Linked DNA regions of Sus scrofa: region 2 is linked to region 1. Evidence: chromatin contacts called from public Hi-C data. All regions are on one chromosome and are shown on one strand. The core of a region is the stretch at or near the end of the contact, and the rest is flanking DNA. Distances in the headings are between cores, read along the strand shown.

The links. A called contact is a pair of places that touch in the nucleus more often than the background predicts.
Region 2: a contact with region 1 is called in a Hi-C map of embryonic fibroblasts, with 3 times the contacts expected there. The contact joins the promoter of CCDC71L here to the enhancer-like site in region 1. A contact is called at or near these places in 10 of 47 Hi-C or Micro-C datasets (alveolar macrophages, embryonic fibroblasts, fibroblasts and 6 more) and 2 of 2 datasets of contacts at active chromatin or transcription factors (alveolar macrophages and skeletal muscle).

The regions. Positions count from the first base shown.
Region 1 is chr9:106,337,780-106,344,584 of Sscrofa11.1, reverse strand. No RefSeq gene overlaps it. Among named protein-coding and RNA genes, the nearest start is that of NAMPT, 180 kb to the right of the region's middle. Within about 2 kb of position 5,299, at least 6 of the 83 cell types and tissues checked have an H3K27ac peak or open chromatin away from gene starts, as enhancers often do.
Region 2 is chr9:106,544,058-106,551,077 of Sscrofa11.1, reverse strand. It overlaps CCDC71L (coiled-coil domain-containing protein 71L), which reads left to right and starts at 5,754. Exons shown (of 1, transcript XM_021063516.1): 1 at 5,754-7,020. The coding sequence starts at 6,025. The coding sequence ends at 6,738. The region is part of intron 2 of LOC102163285 (a long non-coding RNA gene); the gene reads left to right.

The sequences.
Region 1 (6,805 bases), core at 4,050-6,549:
TGTTGTCTTGAAATGTGCCTCCAGCAAGTGCTCCCACCTTTGTTTTTCCTATCAAGACATGGAGGCCATTTCTCTTATCTTTCAAACTGGGCTGGCTTTGTGGTTTAACCAATAGAATGAGGCTGAATAGCACTTGAAGCAAAACCCTGGTAGGCTTGGCAACTTCTGCTTTTGCTCTCCTGGAAGCCAGCCACCACATAAGGAGGTCTTGACTGTCCTCCTTGGAGAGACCACATGGAAGGAAATCCAGGAAAATGACAGGACACCTTGGACATTCCAGTCCTAGCTGAGTGGTCAGCTGAGCGCAGCCACATGAGGGACCCTGGCCAATACCACACAGAGTGGAAATGAACTGATCCAGCTGAGCCCTGAGCAAATGGCAGAACTGTGAGCAAATAAATAGTTCTTTAAGATACTAAGTTTGGGGTAGTTTCTTCTGCAACAACAGATATCTGATCCAATATGCATGGACCCCTGACTTTGTACCTTTACAGCAAAATTGAATCTGTGATAATTGTTACAAAAAAAAAGTTGCTATAGGGGATCAGAGCAGAGAGATTGTAACCAGAGATAATGGGGAATGTTTCAGGGAGGAGATGATAAAAAGGGTAGGGGGAGCTTAAAATTTCTTAGCCCAGTTTACTCTCATACCATTAACCTCTAGGCATCTATTTTTCTCAGGAGATTTTATAACGCACCCCTTTTACCACTCATCAAAATGTCCTTCACACTAAGATTTGAAAAAAAAAATTATATCTTAGTAATTTACTTGAACCCTCCTGACACACTCATTGAATTTTAATGGGGGACTATATTAGATGAACAAATGGTTGAACTTCAGGAACAACCACGGGGATGCTTTGGGAGAAAGACCTTATAGCATCAGCCGACTTGTATCACATCATCACTCTCTACCACCCTTGCAAGAAGGCTGGTACTTGATAAGAGTGTACTCCACTAGGCCTCCAGGATGACACACAGGGGCATTCCTCCATTTGAAAGTACATATGTCGATCATCCCTTTGGGGCTCATTATAAACCCCAATAATGCAACGAGCTCAATTCAGAGACTTCTACTTGCATTTTCAAAGACTGTTACTCCTACCTAAACTAACCCTGCATCTTCGTCTTTGATAGGTCGCTGTGTTAAGCTCATCCATCATTAAACTCTCCAACTCACACTCACCTGAGATGTCAGCAGTATGGAAGTAAGCAGGTAGATTTATAAAACCAAACCCAGTGGAGATGAGCAACCTAGAGCTGAAATTAGAATCTGGCAAAGTTAGGAGTTCCCTTGGTGGCACAGCAGGTTAAGGATCTGGTGTTTTCACTGCTGTGGCTTGGGTTGCAGCTGTGGTGCAGGTTTGATCCCTGGCCCCAGAATTTCTGCATGCCACAGGCATAGCCTAAAAAAAAAGAAAAGAAAAAACTAGTAAATTTAAACATCTAACATGTTATGTGACCTAGCAATTTGACCCCTAGTATATACCCTCAATATGCCCAAGGTAACAGTATGCAAATGTTCATGAAATGACCAAAAAAAAAAAAAATTGGAGCCATTCTACTTATCTATGAACAAAAAGATGTGAATAGACAAACAAGTGAAGGTCTATTTAGAAGCAGGAACCAACTAGAATTACACATATTAATGTTCATAAATTTCAAAAATATGTTGAGTGAAAAGGTTCAGAATAACACTTACAGTATGACAATTTATAAAGCATTAAAATATGCAAAAATAATTTTGTATGTTATTTATGGCTATATATATATATACACACATATATATATACACAACACACACACACACACACACACACACACATATATATAGTAAGTTTAAATTATTTGTGGAAATACCAAAGAGCATATTCAAGGTACTGGTTACTTCTTAGGAGGAATATATAGGAAAGGGATAGAAAAGGAGAGATGCTATTGTGACTGTAATGTATTATTAAGCTAGGCAGTGGACGCATGAGCCTCAATATATTATTCTTGATGCTTTTCTATATGCCTGACATTTTTTCCTAAAGTAAAAGTAGATGAAAATATTGTTTTAAGATGAACTGACTCATAGATTAATCTTGAGTTTTGCAGACCATGAGGGCAATTTGAGTAATTTAAGTTCATTCAGGTATGAATATGAAAACCCAAGCTCTGGCCCCAGTTTTGCCGCTAATTAGCTGAGTGATTCTAAATAAATCGCAAACACTTTAGCTCTCAGTAGTGCCTTCCTTTCTGAAAAGAGAGACTTAAGCTTGATCTCTAAAATCTCTTCCAACGCTCAAAAGGAATTAAATTTTCTTTTAGAAGTTCCTGTCGTGGCTCAGCAGTTAACAAATCTGAAGCCTCCATGAGGATGCAGGTTCGATCCCTGGCCTTGCTCAGTGAGTTCAGGATCCAGTGTTGCCATGAGCTGTGGTGTAGGTCGCAGACATGTATCAGATCCTGTGTTGCTGTGGCTGTGGTGTAAGCCGGCAGCCGTAGCTCCCGATTCGACTCTTAGCCTGGAAACCTCCATGTGCTGCAGGCATGACCCTAAAAAGCAAAATCAATCAATCAATCAATCAATCAATCAATCTTCTTTTAATCCAGTTTCTCCAAATAGATGCTGTCTTTCTCCAGGACAGGAAACATGTCCTAACGACTTTATATTTTCAGGGTCTTTCCCATTATATAGAGCTTCTCAGTAAATTTTAAGGACTTATCTAACAATATGATAACTTATAGTAACTGAGTAAACAACAACAACAACAAAACCAAGTTACAACAATAACAACAGAATCCTCTTTTCATTGTTAGCTCCTCCTAAGCCAAAGATCATACCACAGTGACCAGCTCAGTTTGGGGTTCCACTTGTGAAGTAGCACCCCAGAGAGAAACTGCTTTCTCATTAAACACAACACTGTTAGCTTTAGCTAGCCATGGGGATCTAGAGTGCTTTCTCTCTCTCTTTTTTTTGTCACACCCACAACATGAAGAAATTCTGAGCCAGGGATAAAACCTGCGCCACAGCTTCGACCCAGCAGTGACCCAGGCCGCTGCAGTGACAATACCGGGTCCTTTACCTGCTGGGCCACAGGGGAACTCCTCAAAGGATACCTCTTGAATGGTGGGTCAGTGGGACTGTCTTCTTAAGGATTAGAAGTTCAAAGTATCGATATGATTTTTCTTTCTTTTTTTTTTTTTTTTTTTTTTTTTTTTGTCTTCCTAAGACTATACCCATGGCCTATGGAAGTTCCCAGACTAGGGGTCAAATCAGAGCTGCAGCTTCCAGCCTACACCACAGCCACAGCAATGCCAAATCCAAGCCACATCTGTGACCTACGCCACAGCTCACAGCAATGCTGGATCCTTAACCCACTGAGCAAGGCCAGGGTTTGAACCCATATCCTCATGGATACTGGTCGGGTTTGTTACTGCTGCCCCACCATGGGAACTCCACCTTTTTTGTTTCTCTTGACTCTTCAGGTCTCTCTGCTTCTCCCCTCTGCCCACCTCACTTCCCCCCATGTATTGCTTGAGAGTCACTGTGGATCTCACTTTGTTCTGGAGTCTCTTTGTGCAATTTCTGTTCTATTGGAAGCCTTGTTTAGAAATAGTAGGGAGATTTAACCCAGAATTAGAGGTGGTACAAGATCTTGTCCAGATATGCAAAAATCAAGGGTAGGGTCTTTTCTGGTGCCTTGCTAAGAGGTGGCTTAAGCCTTTAAGCCTAGGATGTAATTATGCTTAGAAAAGAGACCATGCTGGGAAAGAATTCCCAGTTCTCACACAGACCACTGGTACTGGACAATAGCTAAATATGGGGAGGAATTCAATTGAATGGAGTCCACACCAGAAAATGTATTACTTAATTTGTCCTATTGTACATGGAGCACCAAGGGATATAGCCAGAGAGCACAGAGATGATTAGTCATTGAACTTTAAGAATGTACTTGGGTGCCATTAGGTACAAACAGACTCAGAAGCTGTTTGGCCCAGTGAAGATGAATATTGCTGAGGCTACCCTGTAGCTGGTTGGGAAAGAGTTTATCAACTCATCTTCTCAGCTTATTTGGCCAGAGAAGAAGATGTAAAGAAAACTTCTAACTCTAGCTGGCCTAGTTTCCCTTGCCATTTTGGGAAAATGAGTCCCTCTTCTTATTTAGAAAAACCAATAGATTTCTCATGGGACTGAAAGAAATACACAGGAATACACATTTTGCAGTCAATTAGCTTGATTTTGGTTCCTGAGAAACACAGAAGAACCTAACTGTGTGGGAGCAAATAATAGTTTGCAACCTAGAGTTGAAAGTCAATTAACTTTTACCCTCTTCACCCAAGTTACATTGTGAAAGCCTGTCCAAAAGATGAAAAGTTAGATATGTTCAGCAAATATTTCATTATTTGGAGCCTCATTCTTTGTTTTTATAGACAAGAGCTGGCTATTTAAAACAGTGAAGGAAAGTTACTACGTGAACATAAGCATAAATATAGAACTAAGCTTACTCACAGAGACAGATATAGATGAGACTCTATGACAAATTAGAGATGAAGTGGGAAATAATGAGGGAGATCAAGTAGTTTGGGGACAAGTGACATTGGTCTGTAAACATTCCCCCAAGGAAATCTGAGGCAGAAATTTGAAGAAGCACGAAGTCTGATTGGAGGGTCTGCACAGAGGAGGGACTTGAAATAGCAATGTTAGGCACTGGGCTATGTTATCCAGTTCCCCTTCGATGAAAATTCTTAGTTCCAACTCCTGGGAGTGCTGCAAGCCAGCAGCCTTCCGTTTTCCGCTTCTTTAGAGATTGTCCCATCTGCAAAGAGCCACCTCCTCCAAGGTCATGCCCTTCACCAAGGTGGTCCACCTCCAATGAGTGATCAAGGTGGGAATCTCAGTTAGCAAATCAGCTGCCATGCCAAATGGGGCCTTAAAGATAGCAATGGCTGCATTCCAGAGGTGGTTAAAGACTTTTGCCCAGTGGAAAATTCACAGAGCAGTGCACCTGGGTTGTTTGGAGCTGAGGGGGAAGCTGCATGCTACAAGGTCGTAGATAGAGGCCCAGGAGCTTTCTCAATGACCCTCCACTCTGAGTAGGGGATGAGTCTGGGCGCCTTCTTCTCAGAGGGCTCAGAGAGCGGATTTAGGCTGACAGAGGCTAAGGCATTCATTTGTTTGCTGGCCAGTCTGGTTCCAAATCTTGGAACAAGTCAACGTTTTATGACAAGGATGCTAATTTTAGCTTTAGTGAATATCTGTGGCTGGTTATTAATTCAACATCCGTTAGAAGTAGGGAAGGAAACAATGAGTCAGATGCCATTTATGTGCATCCTGAACAATTAGTTTCTTTGGAACCAGAGGCAGAGAAACAGATTGGCTTTAAAGGCTTCTTGTGAACTTTCAGAGACAATTTTATCTGGTTTGCAGTCACTTTTATAATGCTTGGGACCTGTTCACTGTCCAGGGTGATGCAAGCTTTGAGAAGGTGTTGCCTTCGAAATTTGAACTCCTTTCTTACTGAAGAATCTAAATTGTTTCTGCCCAGGAAACCTGAATTCTGCCATCACTGCCTGGGAAACTGCAGAGGTAGTATGTTGACATTCATGGCTCTGGGTCCCAAATGACTTTTGTGTTAGGAGAGCACCCTTTGCATGCTTGACTCCCTTCATGTGTAGCTGCACAATGTTAAGGAGAAATTGCAAAACTCATCACTTGGAAGCTGGCCGCAGCCAGCTCCAAACTACATCTCTGTTTGCTGCTACCTTTATTCCCCCCAATTTCATCTCTTAACTGATCACAAGTGACTTTAGGAAGACATGGGATGATAGAGAAAGAAAAATTGAAGGCTTTCTGTTGCTTTCTAACTTCTGTGGGGAGTTCAGTATACAGAGGAACCCTTCATTTGTTTACATCTAGTTTTTCTTGAGTTCTGCAGGGTTTAGTCAACGAATTTTATTCATCAGAGGAAAACAATAAAGGAAACAACCTTCCAATACTCAGGCAAGTGGATATTTTGTGCCTGAAAAATGTAAGGAGGAGAGGAGAAACTGAGAGAACAATTTTTTTAAAGAACGACCCAGTCAGTGAGGTAACCATTAGTGCTACTCTCCAGTCTTGCTAGTGCTTCTCTTCTTCTGGGCACTTGGGAAGACGATGCTTTTCTACTCTTTGACCTTAGTGGACATGCGATTTCCTTTAGTCAAGCACATGTGACAGGAAGTCACGTGTATTATTTGTGGGTGGAATTATTCAAGAGCCAATGCATACTTTTCCATGCTTTCTTTTCCCCTGCTGTAACAAACACATGAAGTTTCATCATGAAACAATGGTATCATTAGATAATTTTGAGTAACTCTATACTTGGAGCCAAGCTCACTACCAATTACCACTGGGGATGGTGAATATTTGTTGTGTTAGGCCATCCAGATTTTGTTTTTTTTAATTTTTACTTATTACTGTGGCTAATCTAGCCTACTCTAGCTAAGCCAACTATTGTAACACTGACTAGTCTTAAAGAAAAGATTTATATTGATATTTTGGGATCACATAATAGAAAAGTTTTCTTGTTATGTAGTCAGTGAGTCTTGTCCTCTCTGAAATTTTTGTGCCTCACTCTTAAATGACAAAGGAGAGCCCCCAAATCACTAAATATCCAAGGAAGTCTTCAATTTGATAGGCTGCTTTATATTTAGAAAGCCAACAGGAAAAAAAAAAAGGAACTCAGAAAAAACTCAGGTAATTTATAGAACAGGAGGTAAAAAATATATCATTTACTTCAGAAAGGTAAGAGATACTGCGTCCATGAAACAAAATAAAATC
Region 2 (7,020 bases), core at 4,505-7,004, 210 kb before region 1:
TTCCTGGTGAGAGCCCTCTTCCTGGCTTGCAGAGCTCCTCTTTGTGTCCTCACATGGTAGGAGACAGCACTCTGGTGTCTCTTCCTCTTCTTACAAGAATACAGCCCTATCAGAATAGGACCCCACCTTTATGACCTTTATTTATCTTCACCGCTTCTCACAAGCCCTGGGTCCAAATACAGTCACAGTGAGGCTTAGGGCTTCAACAAATGAATGGGGGGGCGGGGCGACAAAAACATTCTGTCCGTAACAATCATCAAACATAATTTAGAAAACTCCATAAGAAAAGGAAAGTCTGTCATACCCATGTCTTTGCTTACCATGTTCTTTCTCCCTTCCTGATGTTCCAAGACTCCTTTCATTGTTTCCTTTCCGTTTAGAAAACTTCCTTTGGCCATTCTTTTAGGGTGAGTTGCTGGCAACAGATTCTCTTAGTTTTCCTTCATGTGAGAATGTCTTGATTTCCTCTTCATTACTAAAGGACATTTTCACTGGTTATAGAAATCTGGGTTGACAGTTCTTTTCTATTATCTCTTGGAAAATGTTGAGCCACTTCTTTCTGTTATCTGTGATTCCTGATGAGATACCTACTTTTATTCAAATAGTTTTTCCCTCATAGTAAGGTGTCATTTTCATCTTACTACTCTCAAGATTTCTTTTTGTGTCTTTAGTTTTTAAAGGTTTGCCTTGCTTTAATGATTTGTTTTAATGTGGATTTCTTTGGGCAGATCTTGTTTAGGTTTGTTCAGCTTTTTGAATCTGTAGATTTAAAAATTTGGAACATTTTCAGCCATTATTTCAAGCACTTTTTCAACCCAGCCTTCTTTCTCTTCTCCTTCCAATCCTCTGATGACAGAAATATTGATCTTATGGTCCCATAGGTCCCTGTGGCCCTGTTCTGTTTTGGTTTTTTAGTTTATTTCCTCTTTGTTTTCAGATTGGATAATATCTATTGTTTTATCTTTAAGTTCACTGACTTTTCTTCTGTCCCTCCATTCTGCTCTTGAGATGATCCACTAAGCTTTTAATTTCAGTTATTATATTTTTTAGTTTTAAAATTTCCATTTTGTTTCTTTATATCTCCTGTTTTTCTTTGAGATACCTGGTTTTTTCATTTGTTTCAAGAGTGTTCATAATTGCTTGTTAAAGTGCTTTTATAATGCCTATTTAAAAATCCATTACATAATTCTAACATTTTTCTCATCTTAGTGTTGGCACCTGTTGATGGCCTTTTTTTTTTTCCCTATTCAATTTACAACTGCAAATTTAAGTTGTGACTTTGGACATTTGACTATTATGTTATGAGACTCTGGATATTATTTAATTTTCTTTCTTCCTTCCTTCCTTCCTTCCTTCCTTTCTTTTTCTTTCTTTCTTGGCTATGCCCATGGTATGTGGAAGTTCCCAGATCAGGGATCAAACCCTTGCCACAGCAGTGATCCAAGCCACTGCAGTGACAATACCAGATCCTTAACCTACTGAGCCATCAGAGAACTCCAAGACTCTGAATATTACTTACATCATCAGTTTTAGTTGGTTTCCTCTGACACTGTTCCAACAGGGAAAAGGAGGGGTACTGCCTCAGTACTGCCAAGTAGAATTCCAAGTTCCTCACTCTTCCTGCATTGATACTCAAGTCAGGGAGAGAGGCTCCTCATTGCTGCTGTATTTGGGGTGGGAAAGCTGTTAGACCTCTACTAAAGCTCCCTGGTTGGGAAGAGTAGGAGGTCTTGTTACTGCCCCCTACATAGTCTTCACTGACGCTATAGGAGAGAATTGCTTCACTTAAGTCCAGCAGGTATGAGATTCATGATTCCCTCCTTGCCCTTCTCTGACATTACCCCAAGAGGGGTGATGGGGTGCCTAGTTACAATCTGGAGAAGTTGTTGTTGGTTTTTGTTGGTAGTGTTCCACTCTAGCAGATTGATTATTTTCTAAAGTTTCTGTCTTGCTAGGCTACTGCTTCCTTGATCCTAAAGCTAGTGAGAGCAAGGTTTTGTTAGAGCTTTTATGTCTTTTATGTCTGTTGGCATGTCTTGGTTGCTGGATTCTCTAGTACTCAGTCTGACATGTGTGCAGAAAAGAGGAAAAAAAGAAAAACCACAGAACTTGTTGCTGGGTTGTTTTTTGGTCTCTGATATCCTTAGCCTGTCTGCTTTCTCCTCTCCATTCTTTAGTCTTCTTATGTCCAGGGTTTTTAAGTTGAAAGTAGCAAGAGAAATGGGGAGAGTACATATGTTTCATCTCCTGTAAGTGGAAGTCCTGGCCATTCAGTTTACATGGTTTTTGTGTAATTTACATTAAGCAGTTTTAGAGCTTATCAGAGCTTTGAGATAACTTTTATAAAAAAATCTAAATTACTTTATAACCATTCTAATAAAAATAGTGAATTTGATGAGTCATGTTCTATGTAATTTCATTTGAACTAAAAATTTATGCTGTCTCCGTGGATGAAGTACAAGAATGCTAGAAACTCTGGATTAACTGAGACCTAGATTCTAGTTGAGAGGCTCCCACAATTCAGCTGTGTGAATTTGGGAAGATCTCCTGGCATCTCAATATTCTCATCTGAATTAAGACTCATTAGATCTCTTAAGTTTCCTTCTCATTGTAAAATCTCATTTGATTTTTCACCAATCTGGTACTTAAAATCTATAGATTCTCACTGTAATATAGGAGTTGAAATGTGTTGAATACTCATAAGTAAGACGAGCAAAGGTTCATGTTATTTATTGGATGTCTACTGTGATAGAGGCACTACAGTAAAGCTTTTACTATTGTCAACTTATCCAATTCTCAAAACAATCTATTAGAGATTATGGCCATTTTATAGATGAGGAAATAGGCTCAGAGGGATTGAAAATTATCTAAGGATATTTTGTTACAAAGATTTCTTTGATCTCAAGTCTATTTGATTCCAGGGTGGTTGTTCCCAACCACTTACATATACTTTTTTATTTTCGTGGCCACTTTTCAAGAAGTCAATTATTTTATAGAAGTGGGATCTTAAAGTACAAGTGCTGGATAGCTAAGAGTTATGTATTATTTTTAATTTTGCCTATCACTTTATTCTACTTTGTTTCATTTTTAAACTACATAAATTATAAATTCAGAATATATATATATAGCTAGTTTTTTTTGTTGTTGCTGTTTAGTCTTATTGTCCACCACTATTTATCAGATAGAGATAGCCCCATTCTCCTTGATAGGTAAAGGAATAAATTCAGCATTTTAAACAATGTTTCCTCAAGAACAAAATTTTAACTTACTGGCTTTCCATAAACCTTCTAGTGTCTTAGGAGAGTCCCAGAAACTAGAAGAAATATATTATCTTCATGTATAAATTTTACTCACAGAGAATGGATAAGAATCATTTGTAAGACTGTGTAAGTTAATCAAAAGGTAGCGATGAAGAAGAAATGTAAAAATAAGAAGCAGAAGAATAGAGAAATCAAACAATGCCAGATATTAAATTATATAATAATTTAAGCACTTTGGTGTGATATTAATATCTAATAATATCCCATAAAGATATTGTTTGGTTTTAAGTAAATTAAATGAGCATGTATTATAAAAATGAATTGCCAAATACTCTGCAATTTGTTGAAATCTTATGTCTTCTTAGCATAAAAAGTCTTATAAAAAGATTTATCCTTTTAATTGAAATCAATTCTGTCTGTGTAGATGTCTGGTATATACTGATGTGATGAAAGACCCCAAGTGTTTCCATATTTATGTACTCTAAGTACTTATAATATGATTAACATGGAAGGGAGGAAATAATAATATGAGAACCTTACTTTACCCTTTTATTACAAAGTCCCCTTACCATTCTGCTGGCTTACTCTGTGAGATTTTCTACGTCTATCTTGCAGGGGCATTCCAATGGAAGTTATACAAATTTCATGTTAGTATGTGTTCCCAGAATTACCAAGAGAACGAATTGTGACATAAAGAGTTGTTGTAATATCACTTCTTTATAAGGATTTAGGAAGCTGGTAATTGGCTCCATAATCTTGTTCTGAGATAAGGGTATGCTTTCCTAGGAAAATGATTTTCTCTTCAGAGAATTACCATGATTTTGGTAGGTTGAGAACTGGTCTCTTGGGAGGAAGTTTTGTTTTTGCTGTAGACCCACTGTGTGGAGAGAGTGCTCTGGTGTAGAGAAGCAACTTTTAAAATATATATGTTTTTAATTTTTGAAATGAAAACAAAGTCTGGTTCAAAGAAAACATCATCTGTAAATCCAATATAGGACAGATTAAAAAACTGTTCAATTTGGGGAGGAGTGGAAGCAGATAGAGGGGTACAGCTCTGTCCCTTGATCACCCCACTCTTGCATAAAGCATTTTCTATTGAACCTGTTTGAGCAGCACAATTTGAAAAACCTCCAGTGACATATAAAGATCACTAGATTAGGAATCCAAAGACTTAGTCCTGATCAAGAACTGGTATTACTGAACCTCTGTGTGACCAAATTTCCTCATCTGTGAAATAAGGAGATTGAACTAGGTATCTTTCAGCTCAAATTCAAGGGAACCATTAGCAGCTGTGTGCAAGTCACAAAGCTCTGCTGTTATCAGTTCTCCACTGCAAAATATGATGCTCACTGAAGGGTAAAATTTGCATGCCTACCTCAGAGTTCTAAGCATTAGGAGATTTTTTTTTAACCTTAAAAATTTAATGGAGTTAGGAGAAAATTGCAGTGTAAAATAGAAACTATAAAATTATCCTTGTTCTTAGTGATTTCAATATATCCTTCTTTCTCATATCATTTTAAACTATCAGTGGTATTTCATTGATAAACTCAAGGTGGACTGCCCACTATCTGACAGACACTGAACTAAATATTGAGGATAGAAAAGAGGACTAAAAACTGCCCACTACTCTACAAACATTCGTAATCCCCTCCTCTCAAATACAAAAGTTAATGGCTTCTTAATGTTCCCTTCAACAGAACCTTTTTGATTGTGATGCTGCATTCCTTCTCAATGATAGAGATGGTGCTGCAGAGGGACATATTAAAACTAAATGAAAAGTGAAGTGTACTCATTTAGAAAAAAACTGTATTTAAAAATGGTATTTTCTGTAAGGAGAATGGCTTTGTTGTAAATGATCTTTGATCAACTTGAGCAGAGTGTTTAGTTCTATGGCTATAAGAGGCTTTGTTTTCCTATTAAGTGGAGTATCTCTTAAATGTGAAGATGGTTCCATTGTCTAGAGGGAGACAATGCCACTTACACTGTCCATATTGCCTACTTGATTCTGGATTGCTAGTGTTGCTTGGGTCCAAAGTGGGAAGAGTTGATGAACATGCAAAAGAGCCAAATGAAGGTTTAGAATGGAACTGTGAAAGGCCCATTCCCTCTACACCTAGACCCAAATTCCCTTTCTCTGATAAAAACCACAGCTTTTGGGTAGGTCTCCCTTTGTTATTTCCGACTGGTAGACCCCCCCAGCTCAATCCACAAATGCACACCCACTCACTCTGAGAGTGACTCTCCCCAAGGTGGAGCTGATGTCCACCCTTCACTCTAGTCAAGGGCCCCCACCTCATATAACCACCCAACTGTTGACTCGCGTTCAAGGGCCACCACCATCACCCACTCCAGCACCATCTTCCAGGAACTGGCCTCTCCCCCATTAGTCCCCGCCCCTCTTCTGAGAGCACCCAATGGGTGGAGTCGGGGCTGCAGTGGGAGGAGCCTGAGGCGGGCACATTTAAAGAAAGGCAGAGGGCGAAAGGAGGCAAGAGAGGAGAAGAAAGAGAAACCAGGGGGGCGAGGCGCCGTCCAATGACAAAGCCCAGGGGTGGGCGCCGGCCGCCATCTTGTACCGGGCGGCAGGATCTTCACCCGCGTCCTCCGCCCTCGGAGGGGGAGGGGCGGAGGCGGCGAGAAAAGTAACGAGAGACGCGCCGGCCGGGGAGGCGCCAGCGGCGGCCGCCGCCGCAGAGCCGAACGCGGGCGGGGACGACGGCGGCGGCGCGACCCGGCGAACGCGGGCGGCCGCGAGCGGCCTCCGATGCGGCGCAGCGTGAAGAGGCGGCGGCGCCGGCCCCCGGCAGCCCCGGCCGCGGCCGCCCGGGGCGGCGGCTTTAGGGCGGGAGCAGGGCCCGAGCTGGAGGCGCGGGAGGAGAAGGTGGTATACTCGCGGTCTCAACTGTCGCTGGCCGACAGCACCAAGGCGCTGGGCGACGCCTTCAAGCTGTTCATGCCCCGCAGCACGGAGTTCATGAGCTCGGACGCGGAGCTCTGGAGCTTCCTCTGCAGCCTTAAGCACCAGTTCTCCCCGCATATCCTGCGCAGCAAGGACGTCTACGGCTACTCCTCCTGCCGGGCCCTGGTCCCCGACCCCCCGGGACCCCCCGCTGCCCGCGGCCGGACACGCAGGCCAGCACCGAGTGCGGCGGCCAGGAGGAGGCGCCGCGGAGCCCGGGCGCCCGCCGCCCGCCGGAGGAAGCCCCCGCCACCGCCGCCGCTGTCGCCGCTGCCGGCCCCCGAGGAGAGCTGCCCTGCCAAGCCCGCGGCGCCCGGGCCCTGCTTCGGGGGCCGCACCCTGGAGGAGATCTGGAGGGCGGCCACCCCGACGCTGACCACCTTTCCCACCATTCGCGTCGGCGGCGACGTGTGGGGCGAGCGCAGCCTGGCGGCGGCGCGGCGCCGGGCAAGCCAAGTCCTGCGAGTGAACCTGGAACCCGTGGTGAGGCTCCGCCGCTTCCCCGTGCCCCGGGCGTGAAACGCAGCCCGCGACGGCTTCCCGGCCAGGGACGGGGCTTCCGCCTGGAGGGATGGACAAGTGTCAGTCGAGTGTTTACAGATCCGGCCAGGACCCCGTCCCCTCGTGCACTTTACGGGCAAAGAAGTCACCGGATGCTTTTCCCGGCCTCGCGGCGCCGCCGTCTGGGGCTCAGGGACAGGTGTGCCCTCCGCTGCCTCCTGGCGCCCGGGCTGCGGAGGAGGAGACAGCCGGACCCGCAGGGGAGGGCCCTATGCTTCCTTACCCCGGACTGAGACATCT